Regions from separate parts of the Lactuca sativa genome. Here region 2 is linked to region 1. A link is a contact called in public Hi-C data. All regions are on one chromosome and are shown on one strand. Each heading gives the region's core, a stretch centred on a gene start, on an enhancer-like site or on the middle of the called end of the contact. The rest is flanking DNA. Distances are from core to core; before and after follow the strand shown.

The links. A called contact is a pair of places that touch in the nucleus more often than the background predicts.
Region 2: a contact with region 1 is called in a Hi-C map of leaf, with 6 times the contacts expected there. The contact joins the promoter of LOC111901835 here to the promoter of LOC111901836 in region 1. A contact is called at or near these places in 2 of 4 Hi-C or Micro-C datasets (leaf and seed).

What each region holds. Positions count from the first base shown.
Region 1 is chr4:330,948,338-330,952,072 of Lsat_Salinas_v11, reverse strand. It overlaps LOC111901836 (14-3-3-like protein), which reads left to right and starts at 2,110. Exons shown (of 6, transcript XM_023897694.2): 1 at 2,110-2,267; 2 at 2,877-3,376; 3 at 3,469-3,591; 4 at 3,674-3,735. The coding sequence starts at 2,894.
Region 2 is chr4:331,098,807-331,102,541 of Lsat_Salinas_v11, reverse strand. It overlaps LOC111901835 (T-complex protein 1 subunit zeta 2), which reads left to right and starts at 1,610. Exons shown (of 16, transcript XM_023897692.3): 1 at 1,610-1,766; 2 at 1,858-1,999; 3 at 2,108-2,171; 4 at 2,491-2,626; 5 at 2,725-2,876; 6 at 3,305-3,352; 7 at 3,454-3,546; 8 at 3,635-3,735. The coding sequence starts at 1,866.

The sequences.
Region 1 (3,735 bases), core at 861-3,360:
GATCAACACGGCATGGTGATAAACTGTCTTGCGACTATTTTGTTGTGAGGCTACCATGATGTGGCAAATGCTTAGCTACGACGTGGTGGCCAGTTGAGGTAGATTTTGACTGTTGACTTTGACCGTTGATCGTTGACTTTATTGACCAAGTTGACTCTTGGTCAACCTCAGGGTTTTTAGGATATATATTGATGATGTGCATCTGGTTGTTGTATCTCGTAGCCCCAGTCTTGTTTTGTGTGAGTTGTGTTGATTGTCTGCTAGTCTACGATGTGAGTTTTCTCACTATACTCTATACTGCAGTATGTATCCTTTGTGTATAAGATGTTAATATGATGTAGTTATTTGTTAAACTGACATATATGTTATGATTACCTGTGTTTGTTTTTTATTGTTTGTTTGCATATGTCGATATATTATGGGTGGGTTGAGGCGATTTTGCTTTGTTATATCGGCCAACATACTCGAGCGGTCTGGTTACGACTATAGGCCCAAAGAGAGCAGTCTAGTTGATACTGTAGGCTTAGAAGAGCAGTCCAACTATATGTTGTAAGCTCATGAGGGTGGTCCAGGTGTATTGTAGGCCTTGCGAGGTGGTCCACTTAGACTGAAGGCCCAAGGAAAATGTCTTGGTGTATTGTAGGCCTTGTAAGGCAGTCTAGTCAGACCAAAGGCTCGTGTGTGCATGAATTGTATGTGTATTTTGTGTAAGGTATTTTAGGAGGGAACTCACTAAGTTTTGACTTACAGTTGTGTATTTAAATGTTTCAGGTACTTCTGAGGATCGGCGACAAGAATAATGTGTGACTGTACACATCATCCAATGATCTGATTTTGACACTCTGATTTTATGTTATGATCGTGAAACAATGTTTTTGGTAACTTGTGTTTTATGGAAAAATGATTTTACCTATTTTGAAAATGAAAAATTTTACTATGATTTTCGAGATGTTATAATTTTTTTTACAACTTAATAATTTAAAACTTAAAATAATTTACGTGTTCAAATGAACAAAACCAAAAATTAAATGATCAAATTTGATATTTATTATAAAAAATATAATAAATACTATTGACTCCAATAATAAAGTTGTGCTCAAATTTGGTCATGGAACTTTTTATTGTTGGTCATAGTAATATTTTGGCAAAAATTAAAAGGTTCACTTACATTTTAAAACCTAAAACAAGTTAAATAACCAAATTAACCAAAATCAAAGTGAAGTAATCAAATGCAACCTTATTGACTAATATATATATATATATATATATATATATATATATATATATATATATATATATATATATATATATATATATATATATATATATATATTGCATGCTTAATTTACTTTTAGGTTTTATATATTTAATTCTTCTCATGTAATAATATTTCATTTTACCCTCTTAAGTACATTTCAATTTTAAATATTTATAACTTTTAGTAGTTAATATATTCAATTAAATATTTAATAATATTTTATTTATAAAAATTTAAATTATAACGATTATATAATATTTTTAATTTTTTGAATTTTATTACTATAATGTTTCTTTCATATTTTATATATTTTAAATAAAAACTTGAAATAGTTTGAAATAGTTGTATATAAATATTAAAATATGATTCATGTTTAAAATAAAAACGACAAATTAAATGAGATGTTTTTTTATAAAACGTATTAGATAGAGATGAATAAATTATTTAAATATCAAATATTATCGAAAGAGAATTAACGTTTTAAAGAATGTATTAATGTAATGGTTAAAAATAAAATAAAAATAATTATAAGTTATGATATAAATTAATTGTCGGAGACGAAGAATAAAAAAAACTTATGAAAAACTTTTATTACAAATGTTCTTAGTTATTAAAAAGTAAAAAATATAAACGGTAAAAGTTTTAATCTAAAATTTTAATTCTAAACAATTTATATTTTTTTTAAACTATTTTTGTGTTTTGAAATTTGAAAACTTTTTGATTTTTGAATTCGCATAGATGGAATAAATAAAACCTTGCACTTCTGACGGTCAGCGGCAGGCAAAGGATAGGGTAAAATCGTGTGTATCGCCTGACCTGCGTGTAGCCAACTCCGCCCCCTAAGAATACAGCTGTCGCCATCTCATTGGATTATTCCTCCTCACTTTCACGCGTTTCCCATTTATATAAACCCCTCGAATCCGCTTCTTTCCATTCTCCTTCGATCAAAGAGAATCACACACAAACACCTACCTACACACACTCGCTGCTGCTTGCCCTATCAATCGAGGTATTTTCTATCGCCTTTTTACTTTCTGAATTTCGTTTTGAATCTGTTTACTCTTTAATCGATGCCACGAGATTTTTGTGATTTTTTTGCGTGTTTTGATGCTCTTAATAGTGCTTTTTTATGTGAATCTGTCAGTTTGCGATTTATTTAGTTGTTTCGAGCAATGATTTTGTATCGTAAGCTGTTAAGATCTGTAAATCTTGTTGTATTGGATCTGCAACTGTTTGAATTAGCTAAAGACTGTGTAGCTGTTTAGTTGTATTTTATCAGTTTATAGCAAATCGTGGTAAAGGTTATATGTTGATACGTGTACGGACCAAAAAAGAAAACAATCAGTGGAACGAGAAATTGTTTCGTCTCAAACTTGAACATTCTGCATCAGTACTTGTACCGTACAATCCACGATGCGTAGTGCGCGAATATTTGACCAAATGTATCTAGCGTCATTAGCAGTTGCCTAAAAATCGATTTGTTTTGGTGATGCACAAACTTGTATAAGTTAATTTAGGAAGAACACAAGTTTATAGTTTGAATCGTTTCAATCTAGACGACTAGATCTAGGAAAAACACATATTCACAACTGATCTGATGTTTTTTCTTTTGATTCAGGCATATACTAATTAAAAATGGCATCTGAAGCTTCGCGTGAGGAAAATGTGTACATGGCCAAGCTTGCAGAGCAAGCCGAAAGGTACGAAGAAATGGTGGAGTTCATGGAGAAGGTCGCAAAGACTGTAGATGTTGAAGAACTCACAGTGGAAGAAAGAAACCTTCTTTCTGTCGCTTACAAGAACGTGATTGGAGCAAGAAGGGCATCATGGAGGATCATATCTTCAATTGAACAGAAAGAAGAAAGTCGTGGGAATGAAGATCATGTTAAGCTAATCAAGGAGTACAGGAGTACAATCGAGATTGAATTAAGCAAAATCTGTGATGGGATTTTGGGTCTCCTTGAATCACATCTTGTCCCTTCTGCTTCTTCTGCTGAATCAAAGATCTTTTACTTGAAGATGAAAGGTGATTATTTTAGATACTTGGCTGAATTCAAAACAGGTGCTGAAAGGAAAGAAGCTGCTGAAAGCACTTTGTTAGCTTACAAATCTGCCCAAGTGAGTAATTCGTAATTAGTAATTACTTTTATTATATACCATGAATCTTGAAGTATTTCGTGTTGACTTTCATTGACTTTTGGTTATTATAGGACATTGCTTTATCTGATTTGGCTCCTACTCATCCAATTCGACTTGGACTTGCTCTTAACTTCTCAGTGTTTTATTATGAGATCCTCAATTCACCTGATCGTGCTTGCAACCTTGCCAAACAGGTAGTTTTTTCATTTTTTGTATATTTTATTTTATTTAATATATTCTGATATAAATATAAATATGTTTATATATGTATATTAGGCTTTTGATGAAGCGATTGCTGAGCTGGACACATTAGGTGAGGATTCATACAAGGACAGCAC
Region 2 (3,735 bases), core at 361-2,860, 150 kb before region 1:
CAACAAGGTTTCATTGTGGTTGCACTTATACTTAGCTACATGTTAAACCTTGCTTAATCAAAATTTCCTACTTGTCACACAATAGGGCTTACAACCCCAAGGATTAGGGTTTTGGCGTAGCACACCTACGCTCGGTGTAGCTTAACCTATGCTCAATGTATGCCATTAAACCTCCGCAGAAGATATCCCACCTACGCTTAGGGTAGGGGACTATCCTATGCTTACCATAGGACATCAACATGCGAAAATTAATAATTTAATCTTTAAAGACTTATACCTAAAAATACGAGTGTTACAACTAATCATCTCATCTCAATATTAACATGTGTCTATCTTGCTAGTTCCAGAATAGGCATTAATAAAAAAAAAGCAGAAGTTCGAATCAACTACTGTAGTGATATTATGCTACTCTACTCTCAAGATAACACGAGACTAATTAATCAAGCAAGATTACAAGCAGTCAGTACATTTGAAGAATTTACCAAACACCTTGTTGAATTACCAAGAGATATAAAAAACAACTATGTCAGATAATCCTCAATGCACCACGACATCTTTGCCAATATTGTAAAGAAAATCTACAAGACTCACCAATAATGGAACAATGACGTCAACTATCAACCCACTATCATCCGAGGGGAAAAGATAAAACCAATCACCATCACAACATACTATCTCACCACTGCCCGTTAAAAAATTAATAATGTAGCGTGGTGAAATATATCGTATATCATAAGTATGTGAATAATAGTATGTCATTATTATGTAATGTAATTGTAAAGTCAATATGTAAATAATGCTTTAAAAATAGTTTGATATGATACCTAATAGTGATACTAATAGTAGTATGTATTCATGTGTCATTTGTTTAATGAGTTCAAACCAAGCCACATAAACACATACTATTATTAATGCCATTATTATGTGTCATATCAAATTATTTATAAGGCACTATTCACATATTGACTTTACAGTACATTACACAATCATAACATATTATTATTCATCATCACATTACATTATTAACTTTTACTACATTATTAACTTTTGACAAGTAGCTGAGTTAAATGATAAATGATGATGGATTATCTTTTTTGTCATAAGAATGCCTAAAGTTATACCCGCAATTTGAGTGATATTTTTATTAAATTTAAGTTTATAATAATTTTGTAGTATATATACACCTATTATATAGTGAACTAGTGAACGAATCTCCATACCTAATAAAAGAGTAGCACATTTGCCACGTGTCAACCAATTAAAGCTTCACATTAATTATTTGCCACTTGTCATTCTAAGGTTTTTCCTCATTAATCAAATTTCCACTAATTTACTCCTCCATTTTACACATATCAAACACGTCAACAAAAAAATTATTTGTAATATCTATTGCCTAATTTATTAATTTTTTTTATTATTACTCAATAATTATCTTATAATTTAATTAAAATTATTTTTATCTTTTTAATCCGTGATGCCGACGCGTTATATACATGTAGTGAATAATAATAAACCCAAAGATAAATCATTAAACTAGTGTAAGAAGTGTGAACTTTGATAGTAGGACGAAACGACGTCACACCGCTACTAAAAGAATCGCTAAGTAAACCATTCCACCAAAAAGAAGCCCTAAAAACCAACATTCTCCCACCGTCTCCCACTTCACTTCTGAAGAACTCCCGCTCCGACGCAGTTTTCTTCCCTCCCCTGATCTTCTTCGTCATCATCACTTCTGCAAGATCCGCTCTGCTTTTAACTAATCCAAGGTAACTTCTCGCTCCTTTACATTTCTCACTACCTCGCTTATACTCATCTCTCCTAACTCAACATTTGTGTTTCTATCTCCCAAAATATCAGGATCGAAGATGTCTCTACGGGTTCTGAACCCTAATGCCGAAGTGCTTAACAAATCGGCTGCACTTCACATGAACATAAATGCCGCTAAGGGTTTACAAGATGTTCTCAAGAGTAACCTCGGCCCTAAAGGCACCATTAAGATGTTAGCTTCTTATTTTCATCCTCCGTAGTTTCCGTGTTTGCTTTTTCTTAAACTATATCGTTGTTTTGGCTTGTTATTATGCTTACTGTTGTGTAAATCGTTTCACAGGCTTGTTGGAGGAGCTGGAGATATCAAGTTAACCAAGGATGGAAACACTTTGTTGAAAGAGATGGTATGTTCCTTGTGTATAGTGATCTAGTCATAGAACAAAAGTAGGCATATTTTTGCAAGCAGAAACGTTTGATCCAATCGAAAATGACATATAGGTATAAAAAACCTTTTTTTTTCTGAAAATACAGTAAGATACATTTAAAATTAAATACGAGTAAGGATTGAATCTGTAACTCAGAAACCTAAGTAAATATGCAAAATCAAAGCTACAATTTACATACCAACTCATTGTCCTTTGTAATATGGGGATTCATCTTACCTTTTGATGTGTTTTGGATTAATTTTAAACTTTGAACCTGAGATTAATTTCATGATTCCAGCAAATTCAAAACCCAACAGCCATCATGATTGCAAGGACAGCTGTTGCACAGGATGATATTAGTGGCGATGGGACAACATCTACAGTCATCTTCATTGGCGAGCTAATGAAACAGGCTGAACGTTGTATTGATGAAGGTTTTATTATCTTTCTAGCATCTTTTCGAGTTTGTTCAGTTGTTTTATGATTATATAAAATAAACTATGATTATTTACAATGTTAAATGTTCACACAGGGATGCATCCACGTGTTGTGGTTGATGGTTTTGAAATTGCCAAAAAGGCAACACTGGAATTTCTTGAAAAGTTTAAGACTCCTGTAGTGATGGGTGATGGACCTGATAGAGAAATGCTAAAAATGGTAGCAAGAACAACATTAAGAACCAAGGTTTTTATTTTATTTTATTAACTTGCTCTTTTTTTTCTTGCAGCTATATGCAAGAAATAGCAACAGACTCTCATTTATTTCTATGTTATAGCTTCCTACTTGTATTATTTTCATTACAACATTATACTTACACCCTTTTTTCCTATTAAAAGAATTGTATTTCAAAACAATCTACCAAATCATAGCATATTACTTCCATTTTTTCTTAATCGGACATTATGCTTTGAAAAATCTATCTAGTTGTAGCTGTAAAATTGCTATAACTGGATAGATTTTTCAAAGTATAGTGTTGTAATAGGATGCTATAATAAACAAATCAATGAAAGTATGCTGCTTTTTCTTCCACTCAAGTTTATGTTTGGTTGATAAACTGCATATTATATATTTATATTTCTAGCCTCTCATTCTTTTAAAACTTTTATGTGCAGTTGTATGAATCTTTGGCAGATCAATTAACTGACATAGTTGTGAATGCGGTGAGACTTCTACATTTATAAATCTACAACATAAATAAATCTATTAATTTTTTATAAAAGCATTTGATTATTTGATTATTTAATATTTTCTTGTTTTTTAGGTGCTCTGCATCCGTAAACCTGAAGAACCTATTGATCTTTTTATGGTTGAGATCATGCACATGCGCCACAAGTTTGATGTAGACACTCGTTTGGTATGTTAAAACTTGATTTTTTATAAATAAATATTGACATTAATCTTCTTTCTTGTTTTTTAATTGTTTTTTGATTATATTAAAATAGGTGGAAGGCCTTGTTCTTGATCATGGATCCAGACATCCTGATATGAAGAGGAGAGCTGAGAATTGTCACATCTTGACATGTAATGTCTCATTGGAGTATGA